Linked DNA regions of Mus musculus: region 2 is linked to region 1. The links are chromatin contacts, called in public targeted proximity ligation maps. All regions are on one chromosome and are shown on one strand. The core of a region is the stretch at or near the end of the contact, and the rest is flanking DNA. Distances in the headings are between cores, read along the strand shown.

Region 1 (6,310 bases), core at 2,422-4,921:
ACCTGTCAGGCATGCAGGCTACAGCTCAATAAAGCTGGGTCATTGAGTTGTTTCCATTTCTCCAGTCCTCAAGTCAAAAATTTTCATCATTTTTCATAAAAACCTTCCTTCAGCCATCTGAGTTGGTTGTATTGTGCCATTAGGCCCCTTCTTTGAAATGTACACACAAGTGTGAAATGCTGAAGTTGCACATTTGTAATTTCTCTTAGAATAACTCAGTGTGTTGAGGCGGGGAGTAGTGTCAGATATTCAGATGTTCTAGCTCCCGAGGCTGACGATGGGTCAACACACAGGGTCATTACATTCTCCTTTCTACATTCATTAAAACTTCAATTTTTTTTTCATAATGAAATGTTAAAAGTAGAAGGATCACTTTTATGAAATCTCTTAATCTCTGTTTCTCTGTCTCTGTCTGTCTGTCTGACTGTCTCTCTCTCTCCCCCTCTCTCTCTCCCTCTTTTAATACACACACTGAAATTTTTATACATGAAAGTACAATGATGTAATACTGAGATTTTCAAAATAACATGGCTATTTTAATCTGCCAAATGGACCAGGAGCACAAAGGACTTAATTCCTGCGTGACATTCCTTGCTCTGGGGTCTATCAGGACACATGGGACCAGTGGCTGAGCCTAGGAGGGGTGCAGATGAGACCACCATTCCAGAGGCTGGGGAGGGGGGCTGTGGTTGTGTTATACACTGTCTGTATAAGCCTACTGCTTCTCCTAATACAGGATTGCTTTTAAATAGAGCTCTCTCACCTACATGAGTTTAAAACACAGTACAAGTGTGGTATTTTTCTTCCTAAAACACCAAGAGAATGGATGGTATCTACTGACAGCTGCTTAAACCCTTACACTCTGCTGTTCTGAAGATGCAGTTAATATTCACTGGTCCTGTTGACGACCTGCAAGTTCTGAAGTTGACCTTAGGAACAGGTCACACATACACAAAGAATGAACGGCAGTTCCAGGTCTGAGTACTGACCTGGGGACATAAGCATAGGATAGACTATGGCTTACAGAAGTGACCCATTCAAGTCCAAATCCTAGATTCCTTCTTGGGTCTGATTGGCTTGTGCCTGAGGGCAAGGCCAGCCAGTGGCAAGCCCAGGTACCATCCTGCGCATTCCAGTTTACCATCCTGCCTGCGTATTCCGGTTCGTGAGCTTTGCTTTCCTTCTCATCAAATCCCACTGTGGCTTCATTGACATCTAAGTGTATTTACTTACCTTGGAAAGAATCCACAATTGCAAACCAATTTCAGACTTTAATTTTAGAGAAAAGCAAATACATTGTGTGTGTGTGTGTGTGTGTGTGTGTGTGTGTGTGTGTGTGTGTGTGTTGTGTGAATAGTTTTTAGTATGTCTGTATGTATGTGGTGGCAGAGAACGACACTGGGTACGCTCTCCACCTTATCTTATTTTTAGAGACTGGGTGTCTTATCCGTTTGGTTAGCCTGACTAGCCAATGAACTTCAAAGATCCACTGCATCCATCTTCTTCCGACCCCACCCCAGGCACTGGGGTCCAGGCACCCCTCTCCCCAAACCCAGCTGTTTGGGTGGGTTCCAGGGATCCACACCCAGGCCCCCACATTTACACAGCACACATTTTACTGAGTGGGTCATCTCCCTAGCACCTCCCACAAACATTTTTTTTTAATAAACTAGCTATCTTGAGAGAACATGGATTATGATTTTACAAAAAGTAAATCCATAAAATACAAACAAGATTCTAACCCGGGGTACTTAAGAAATGCAGCAGCCATTTGAATGACAAGCCTGGCAGGAGGCAGGGGAGGCACTATTCTCAATCGACACCCTACACTTCAGAGTATTCCAGAATGCTCACAAAGATAGCAGCAGAGTTCAGGGTCAGAACAATAGAGTGGAACTCTCTTTACCTAATACTTAAGTTCTGGACTTCACTTTCTATAGCACAATAGGATTGAGGTCCCAACAGAACCATTTAGCAAAGGTCTTTAGAGGAAGTAGAGATTGATACCAGGTACTACAAAATTCTGGGTTAGGCCAGAAAAACGTTATGTTCTTAATGTTCCCACTTGAACAATTACACTAGGTTCAATATGTTCTCGTACTTTAATAAAAAAAAAAATTGGTCTTGACTCTGGGTATGTTTTAACCAGTAGAGCACAAACTGTGGGCTCACTGAAGATCATAGAAAAAGCTATAGACACTGTAGGGCTTTTATAGAAAGGTCATTTGCCGTTCTCATCCTCCACAGTCCTTGCACAAGGACCTGCTTCCAAGTCTCCAGGCCCCTGGCAAACCTCAAGGGGTTATGGATGCCTTAAAAGTTGTGACACCGTTCGGAGGCAGGGATGAGTAGCCATCCATCCAGTCTACAAATGCTTGCTCACTGGCAACCACTTTTCTCAGAGGCCGGGCTTCCCTATGCCCCATTGGCCAAGGAGGCGGGGCCAGGCGCCAGGGTAGGACAGACATCCCCAGCTAGCTGCGCCAACTTCTGGAGTTCTGGGGTGTGCATCCGTAATGACAGGTTCTGTTTCTTGAGCATCCACTTCTGCAGAGCAGCTTTGGTGACTCCAGGAACCCACCCAGGGTCTGAGCCCTTCTTTAATGACCAGGTATAAGTCATCAGTCACAGGCAACCTCCTATTACCTCGGAGCTCCTCAGGGTTCAGTCATCCAACTCCAGATAATCTTTCATTTATCCTTGTCTTAATGAAGAATAAAAACAAGTCAACCAACCCTCCCCCCTTCACTCTGTCACTCTGTCCATTCCAGAAGTACCCCACCCTGTACGGGTACTGTTGATGTGTCAGTGAGGAAAACCTATCAAAACCCCTGTCCTCCCGGAGTTTGCTTTGCCAATGCAGTATTCAGTGGCCACAAAAAGTTTCAAATTCTTTTTCGCCCATCCTCATGTGAGTCTCTCAGGAGCTTGATACCGTGCTTAATGTTAACTTGACGGAAACAAAATCCTTAACGTGTAAGGGACAGACACTGGCCAGGTGCAATCCAATTCTCCCTTCAACTTGACTGTCTCCCGACACTAACCTCCCACACCCCACCCCCACTTATTGTCGCCTACACTTCAGGTGGCTTTAGGGTCCCCGCTCCCCCAATAGAGGTCAAACAAAAACAATGGAAGGGACCGTCCACAACACACTGCCGCGAGGGTGGGCCCCGCAGAGAGGTACTCTCGGTACTCACCGAGGAGCCAGCCCAGAATGGGCACGAGTTCTTCACCTGCGGCGAGCTGCTCAGCGACAGCGCCCCGAAGCTGAGCGCCACCATGCAGCAGCCCAGGATCAGCTGCAGGAGCCCGAGCGACAGCAGCGGGCGCGCGGGCAGCAGCGCGGAGCCTGGCGCGGCGGGGCGGCGGGACGCGAGCGCCGGCGGCGGGGCCAGCACGGCGGCGGGGGCGCAGCGGGGCCGGGCTGGAGGCTGCAGAGCACCCCGGGGCCAGCGCGGCCGCAGCGGGGGCAGCGGCGGCTCCTGAGCGGCGGCGGCGGTGGCGGCGCCAGGACCCCCGGCCTGAGGTCCGCCCGACAGCCCCGCCACCGGGCAGCAGGAGCCCGGGAGCACCACCGGCAGAGACATGGGCGCGCGGCGGGCGGGCGGCGCAGCCGAGCGGAGGGCGCCGCGCACCGGGCACCCGCGCCGGCGCCGCGCAGGACGGACTGCGCACGGCCCAACCACTTGCTGCCGCGGCCAGCGCCGGCCGCGCCCACGTGCCCCGCGGGGCCCGCCCCCCGCCGTCCCCTCTCGGTCACCCACGGTGACAAGTGCGCCGTTGCCTTGGGGTCACCGGGAAAAGTGTCCAGGGACGGCGGGAACCATGCAGCTAGCGGCTCAACCGTTGTCAGAGTCTGTCTGCAACCGCGGCGCCAAGGGACCCGTGGTGGACCCAGGTCCCTTGAGCTGGCAACCTTTAAATAGGAAAGGAGTCCCTTGTGGTTCTCCTCCTCCACCACGCCCGGAGGAGGGGCTGTGGGCGACCCGACGGGAAAAGGTCCTAGCCCGGAAAGAGGACACTCACTGGACGTTACCGCCCGGGAATGCAATCTGCATCTATGGCTTCTATGGAGAGTTCCCGGCTCTGTCGGTGCAGCTCTGCCGGGAGGGAACAGAGTGCTTTCCCAGCACCAGAGTGGGAACAATAGTGGCCAGGCCAGGTTACCTTGGGAGACACTAGTCAGCAATCACAATGGAAGAGCCCAGGGCGGCCCTGTGCAGTTGGCAGGGGTCACAAGCTCCATCCTTTTAGCTTTGACCGGGAGCTAATTGGCATCACATGATAGAACACAGGCTCCCAAACTTCGCAGGAAATGGTCTAATGAAATCTTAATCTGCCTTGGTAATTTATAATATATGTATCGAACTTTGAGGGGAAAAAAAGCAATTATTCGCCTTTGCACAAAAGTTTCCCCTAATAGAATGTCTAGACGGCTCATGTATCATAGGTAAGAGGGTGATCATGAACTTCTTTTCCAGGTAAGGACAAGAGCAGTGTCGGTTTGCAGCCAGTTGTAGCCCTTGAAAGCTTGGCTTATTGGAAAGGTGAAGGAATCTAATGCCCTCCTGTTGAGTAAAAAGAGAAAAGCAGGTTTGGCCGTGTGTTCTGCTTGCGAAGGCTGTATTGATGCTGAACATTATGTCCCACAATGTGATGTATTAGACATGTGCGGGTGTTTACATACACACTTTTAAAATCATTAAACCACCATGTTTAATAGTACCTGTGACTTCTTTTCTGACTGCTCCCAGGAATAAATGTCAAGGTTGGGGGCAGGGTGTAGTTTGGCTTTTGTTTTGTTTTTAAATGAACACTGAAAATCTGATGTCCCGTGTACTTAAGAACAAAACCTACAATAGATGCTCTTAAATTGCAGGTGAAGACGAGTTTCATCCCTTCAGTGCTGTGATTATAACTTTTATTTTAAACACAAGCTTAAAAGTATTTAATTCTTAAGGCTGGATGACACCCTGCAATACAGTGTGTCTACTTGAGTGTTCAGACATTCTCTCAGCTAAATAAATCTATTTATTCTATTGGCCAGAGCCTGACACCTGAACCATGCCATTAAAAATGCATTCCTTGTGTCTAAGAATGTTTGCATTAGAAGTCAGGATACCCGCTTTCCCTTGGGGATATTTATGAGTAGGATGAGGTTGGGGGAGGTGTGGGTGACAATCTACTTTTCAATGCCAGTGCTAATTACACAGCAAGGGTTACTCTGATAATCTATATGGTTACACTTAGGGTCTTTCTGCTTCTCCGTATTTTTATACTTAAGGATCTTCCTAAAAGACTTCAAATGCCCAAAGCTTTTAGGTGTTATCTCTATGTAGAAACACAAAGTAGCAAAGACAAGTAAAAATCCATAGGGGGTCTTAATCTACCAGATCTACACATTAGAAGGTCACAGGACCTCCCTGGAAACTCCTACTTAAGGGAACTTATTGTTCTGTTTCTCTCCCCCACCCCAACTCTTTTGTTGTTATCGACCTGTATACGGCTGTGAATGTCTTGTTCCTGTTTTCAGAAGCACAAGTCTAGATAAATTGCCCCACCCTTTAAAGTTGCAGCAATTATTGTCCTCTGGTATTTGTGCTTAAGATTCTTGTAACCAGAGCTCGACTGTTCAGACTTCACACCACCACCTGCTTAAGTATTCGGTCATACTTCACTGAACTGTAGGAAACAGATCTCTTACACCATCAATTCAGGTCCACTGAGTCCAGCTTGGTATAGAAGATAATAGTCAAACAGGCAGGGAATGGAACGGGAGAGGTGGGCAGGGGGAAAGCAGGGGAGGAAACTGAACCTTCCTTATAGGGTAGGGAGTTCCTCCAAAAGTGACAATTGGCATTAACACAATCTATGTCAGATGTGCACACAAATTGTCCCATAATCTTCCATAGTAGAAAGATGGTTGGGAGCGACCCATCAGTAAGTCAACTAGATGAACATACAGCTAAAACACAGGGTACCCACCCAGTGGAATGAAGTACTTATGCATGCTACAATGTGGATGGACCCTGGAAACAGGCTAAGTTAAAGGCCAGTCACAGAATGCACACACTATACAATTCTATTTTGATGGAATATCTACAGCAAACAAATCCATAGAGATTTGCTTTGTGCTTTGTGGTTGTTGAGTGCTTGGGAAATGGAGAGATTGGGGTGGGGGAGGGGGATAGCTAATGAGTATGGTGGTTTTTTTGTTTTGTTGTTGTTCTTGTTGTTTTTAAGGTGATAAAAGTATTCTACGATTGACTGTGGTGATGATTGCACAAGTCTCTGAATATGTGAAAAA
Region 2 (6,310 bases), core at 1,644-4,143, 150 kb after region 1:
CAGCACAGGAAGTCCTGAGTTTGACCCCCAGTACAACATAAACGATGTGGTGGCACACTCAGAAGTTGGGGACAGGAGAATTAGATGTCCCCTTTGCTATATACTGAGTTGAAGGCCAGCCTGGGCTATATGACATCATCCCTCTTTCAAAAGAGAAATGAGAAGAAATACAGACTCTGAACCTAATTGCTTCAGATAGACCCACCGCTGAAGTTGGCCAAAATTGTTCCATATCAAAGTTTCATTACTTCCCAAGGTGTCCATTCCTAGTCAGAAGAGATGGAAGTCATCTATGGCCAGGGATAAAGAGCTATTAAATCCTATCCTACTTGACAGAAAGCAGGCATAGTGTAGTAACCGATGTCTATAACCTGGCACTCTTACAGGAGAATTTTGAGTTACAGGTCAGCCTCAACTTCCCTGGGAGGCTCTGCTTCAATGAAAAACAAAACTATAAATACAAACACATAAACTAGTCAGGCCCGTAATCCTAGCTGTTTAGCTGCTTGGAAGGGAGCTGTTCAAGGTCATGACCTACCCAGACTAGCTTGAGCAAATTAGCAAGATCCTATCTCAAGGACCAGGAATGTGGTTCAGTGGTAGAATTCCTGCCTAGCATGTAGGAGGCCATGTGTAATCATCAGTATAGACAAAACTAAAGGGGGGGGGGTGTCTTAGTCAGGGTTTCTATTCCTGCACAAACATCATGACCAAGAAACAAGTTGGGGAGGAAAGGGTTTATTCAGCTTACACTTCCACATTGCTGTTCATCACCCAGGAAGTCAGGACTGGAACTCAAGCAGGTCAGGAAGCAGGAGCTGATGCAGAGGCCATGGAGGAATGTTACTTACTGGCTTGCTTCCCCTGGCTTGCTCAGCCTGCTCTCTTATAGAACCCAAGACTACCAGCCCAGGGATGGTCCCACCCACAAGGGGCCTTTCCCCCTTGATCACTAATTGAGAAAATGCCTTACAGCTGGATCTCATGGAGGCATTTCCTCAACTGAAGCTCCTTTCTCTGTGATAACTCCAGCTGTGTCAAGTTGACACAAAACTAGCCAGTACAGAAGGGTTAACTACAATATGAGAAAATTTATATAGCAAGAATAATAATGACAATGTTAATAAACTGTCAAGGGGCCGGGCAAGGGTGATGCAGGCCTTTAATCCCAGCGTTCAAGAGGCAGAGGCAGGCAGATTTCTGTGAGTTTGAGGCCAGGCTGGTCTACAGAGTGAATTCCAGAACAGCCAGGGCTACACAGGGAAACTATGTCTTGAGAAACAAACAAACAAAAATCTGTCAATGAGAATGAACACAAGTTTTATCTAACCTATGATCACATTAATAAAGCATGAAAAATATGTAAGAAAAAGAAAGTATACTTGGAAAATGTTTTGATGACAGCATTATGAATAGAGTTTTCCTCTTAAAATTACAGTCAATGGGGGCTGGCGAGATGGCTCAGCAGGTAAGAGCACTGACTGCTCTTCCAGAGGTCCTGAGTTCAAATCCCACAACCACATGGTGGCTCACAACCATCCGTAATGAGATCTGATGCTCTCTTCTGGTGTGTCTAAAGACAACTACAGCATACTTATTCATAACAATAAATAAATCTTTTTTTTTTAATTACAGACAATGCTTCTGTAGTTTGTAAATTATGACTTATTAAGTCTCTGAAATAGATTAGTTAAAATAAATCTGTGTCAGCACACTGGAAGTAGAATGGATCTCTTGAGTTGCAGGACAGCCTGGTCTCCATGGTGAGCTTCAAGTCAGACAGGGCTACAAAGTAAGACCCCATCTCAAATAAATAAATAAAATAAAATAAAATAACTCAAACAAACATAACAAACTTAATGCACTTAGTCAGATTTCCTATGGAATGTTAAGATTTTTCTCACCAGCAGAGAGAGAGGGTTCTAAGAAAGAAACCAGATCATACTAGCTGAAGTAGAAAAGTCTCCAGTTCAAAGTCGGCCTGAACTATACAGCCAGTTCTAGGAAAACCTAAACAGAAAAAGGGGGGTGAGGTGGGGTTAAAGTGCTTGCCTAGTTTGTATCAGCATCTAGCCCAGTAATGAAAGAAAAAGTAAGTTAAGATTTGAGATCTATATGCAGAGATATTCTGTACCACACACACATACAGAGAATATATTTATATACATATGTATCTATGTGTGTATATACTTACAACATGGTTACCTAGTTTCTTCAGTTGGAAACAATGTAAACTCACACTGAAAAGTCTCTAGGCTGCTCTCTGCACCTAAGGCAGATTGGAATCATACAGACCCACCCCTCCCACAAACATTTTTTAAATGCCTACCCTATCCCCTAGGGTAGGCAGAGAGAGATAAGGACAACTTATAACAGAAAGCTGCCTACAGTATGATGAAGAGAAAGATAAACACACAAAAGATGACAAATGACAGAGTCAAAAGAATTGCCCAAGCAGCAACTAAAGCCCCATATGATCCCTGACACTTCTCAAGAGAATGGCAAACCTCTCTTCCCTCCCTGGGGAACACATCTTCTCTCCTGGCTTCTGCACCCTCCTCACTCCAAACACTAGCCTTTCAGGACAGATTCTACTGCGCCACCCTGCTGCACTCCCCATCCCCTAAAGTTACTTGGGAGTGGGGTGGGGCATCTCCACTTTACTCATTCCTTGTTAGCTGTCACATATTGGTCCTTTTACTCGAAACAGTGGTTAAACTACCCATCTTTGATTCATTTTGTTTTCTTTTGTGGAGAATGGAGACAGGTGATTGGCTATCTAGCTTTCTAAATCCTACATTCCTAAAGAACTGTTTACTTGAACAGTGGAACTTGTAGTTCTTGCCTAACCTGTCCGCCCTGATAGAATAATGACTTATTTCCTCCTCTCCCATCTCCACGGTGCTAGAGACAGAACCTGGGGCCTCACAAGCACATTCCTAACAGACATATACCCGACCTGAGCTACATCCTCAGGCGTTAGAACTTTGAGGTCCTCATTCGAATCAACGTCAGAGATGAACAGAGATGGGCACAACCCCAGCACAAAGAATCATGAAGTAACCCCGTATTTCTGCAAATATGAGCAAGATATAACATGTGTGTGTGTGTGTGTCAATGAAATCCAGTTTTTTTGCACACGAGCTAGAAATTTAAAAATAGAGATGGAGAATCAAGAAAGTAAACAAACTAAAAAATTATAATCCATGATAAATACCAAGAGAAAGCCAGAGGAAGGGAGACGATCTAATTCCCAAAGTGAAGCCGTTATGTCATACATAATGGCCTAAATTCAACAAAAAATTACACGGTATATGGCTGGAAAATACTTGTTGGTTATATTTTAATTGATGTAGTCTGTTGTGATTTCACACCTGTTAGAAAATATGCTCAGTAGGACTTCAGCTTATATATCATGACTAGAGTTAAAAAGAAACTCAAAACTTTTCAGATTTTATAGATTTTATTTTTATTCTGTGTGTGAGAGAGAGAGACAGAGAGAGACAGAGACAGAAAGACAAGAGAGGCAGAGAGACAGACAGAGAGAGCCGGACAGAGAGACAACAGACATGAATGCAGTGCCCTCAGAGGCCAGAAAAGGGCATCAGATCCCCTGGGGCTGAAGTTAAATGTGGCAGTGAGCCCTCTGATATATCCTCTGTTAAGAGTAATACATGCTTTTAACTGCTGAGCCCCCAAACCTTGTGATTTAAAAAAATTACTCCTAGTGTCTAAAAATAAAGCATATTATCTATTAAGCGGTGAAAACTTCTGTCTATGGGCTAGAGAGATGTCTCAGTGATGAATAGTACTTGGTGCTCCTGTAGAGGACCTAAGTTCAACTCCCACAACCCACATGGCAACTCACAACCATCCAGAACTGCAGTGGACCTGATACCCTCTTCTGCCCCCCAAAGACGGGCACATAGTAGTACACTTAGATACATACATGTAGGCAAAACACTCATATGCATAAACTAAGATGAATACATTCTTTTTTAAACTTAAGAGAGAGAGAGCTGGAGAGGCAGCTCAGCAGTTAACTAGCACTGGCTGCTCTTCCAGGGGTCCTGAGTTCAATTCCCAGCAACCACACGGTGGCTCACAACCATCTGTAATGGGATCTGATGCCCTTTACAGGCGTTGACACAGACAGAGCAAAGAAAGAAAGAAAGAAAGAAAGAAAGAAAGAGAGAGAGAGAGAGAGAGAGAGAGAGAGAGAGAGAGAGAGAGAAAGAAAGAGAGAGAGAGAGAGAGAGAGAGAGAGAAAGAAAGAGGGGAGAGGGAGGGAGAGAGAGAGAAAGCAAGCAAGCAAGCATGTTGAAGAACATTTAAATAAATAAATAACATGTTGAAGAAACTCCAAAAATATCATCAAACGAGTAAAGATGGGAATCACCCACAGACAGTTTTACGGAAGTGAGTTTCCAAAAATACTTTGGGAATTAATAACAATCAAAAGGGAAAACATTATGAGATCATCTTTTATTTTTATTTTTGAGATTACGTGTTTTTATTGTGGAATATCTCGAAACCTGCCTCTTCGGTGCCTGCCCTGGACCCAGCCTCACTGTCTCCCCTCCCCTCCAGTTCCCCTGGAAGCCAAGAGGATCTTTGTCTTGGGAAAGGGAGATCCTGCTGGTTTTCTTGTTTAAAGACCTGAGAGGTCACCAAGCACTCATAAAGTCACCAGTCTAAACTTAGATTTAGAAGTGGGACCCTTGGGAGCTGACGAGGTGGCTCCCTGGATAAAGTGCCTGCCACACAAGCAGAAAGACAGAGCCCTGGTACCCACGTACGTGTCAATCCCGGCACAGACGTGAGGAGGGGATGCCCGGACAAGCTAGCTAACTAGGCAAAGTCAGCAAGCTGTGAGCCCAGTAAGAAACAGCTCAGTAAATAAGGTAGAAAGTAATCCAGGAGGAAACCTGACATCAACCTCTGTCCCTACACCACACACACACACACACACACACACACACACACACACACACACACACGTCTGCATACATCATACACATACAAATTCACACATGGACATGCAAAATAAATAAATAAATAAATAAATAAAGTGGTATCCTCATAATGGGATGAGTGGACTCATTGGCATTTTGCCCCTACCCACCTCATCCTGAGGAAATGCTATGTTAAAAAATGAAGTCTCACCAGGCATGGTGGTGCACACCTTTAATCCCAGCACTTGGGAGGCAGAGACAGGCGAATTTCTGAGTTCGAGGCCAGCCTGGTCTACAGAGTGAGTTCCAGGACAGCCAGGGCTACACAGAGAAACCCTGTCTCGAAAAACAAAACAAAACAAACAAACAAAAGGAAGTCTCTTCCAGCCAGCCAAAACAGAGAGGGTCTTCATCAAGAAATGAATCTAGGGAGACTGGAAGGACGGCTCAGCAGTTAAGAACACTGGTTGCTCTTAAAAGGGACCTGGGTTCAGTCCCCAGCACCCACATGGCAGCTCCCAACCCCTGCAACTCCAGAGCACCCTTCTCTAGCCTTCAAGGGCATTCACTGCACACATGCAGGTAAAAACACAAACTAATAAAATTACATTAAAAAAATTTAAAAGAACAGAATTATCCAGCATGCTGATCTTGGACTGCCTCATCTCCAGGACTGAGAAACATCTGAGCCTTGAGTCCCCTACCTCCAGTGCACAGTAGCTTGCTACAGCAGCCAGATCCAAAACAACCTCCAAGGTCCGCATGAGGCCACCCCATCTTCTCCAACCTCACGGGCAAGCTCACTGCCCGCAATCACGCTTGGATTTCTTTGTGGCTGTGGCTTCTGATTCTCTGCCCCAGTCATTCATGTTCCAGAATCTTCTCGCTGGACCTGGACCTTTCCTCCTCCGTCCGTCCTTCCTTCCTTCCTTCCTTCCTTCCTTCCTTCCTTCCTTCCTTCCTTCCCTCCCTTCCTCCCTCCCTCCCTCCCTCCCCCCTTCCTTTCCCTTCCCCTTTCCTCCTTCTTTTGCTTTGTGTTTGGAACACAAGCACCCAGCCTGGCTTACAACTTGTGATCTTCTTCCTGCCTCAGTCCTCCACATTTACAGATGGGCATGGCTGGCGTCCTGCCCCGATTCCTTTCTCTGCCTCAAGTAGGAAGCGCCGCTTGAGTGGATACCAGCAAGCACTGCCCAGAGTAGAGATCTAAGTTATAGATACAGTTAATAGAGTCTAATAAATAAACCATTCTGGAACATAGGACCAGTATGAAAAGGCCCGGAGCCCTGGGTGGTCTGGCTAGAGAAAGTTCAGTCGAAGGAGCACAATAGAAAGGTCGCCGCCAAAGAAAGCAA

What was found.
Region 2: a contact with region 1 is called in a targeted proximity ligation map of extraembryonic endoderm stem cells. A contact is called at or near these places in 1 of 484 Hi-C or Micro-C datasets (cortical neurons), 3 of 130 datasets of targeted methods (bone marrow-derived macrophages, extraembryonic endoderm stem cells and pancreatic cancer cells) and 3 of 9 other capture datasets (adipose tissue, liver and pancreatic islet).

Annotation. Positions count from the first base shown.
Region 1 is chr19:24,027,348-24,033,657 of GRCm38.p6, forward strand. Fam189a2 (family with sequence similarity 189, member A2) reads right to left here and starts at 3,672. Exons shown (of 11, transcript NM_001114174.1): 1 at 3,201-3,672. The coding sequence starts at 3,590.
Region 2 is chr19:24,177,733-24,184,042 of GRCm38.p6, forward strand. The region is part of intron 2 of Tjp2 (tight junction protein 2); the gene reads right to left. Among named protein-coding and RNA genes, the nearest start is that of Tjp2, 44 kb to the right of the region's middle.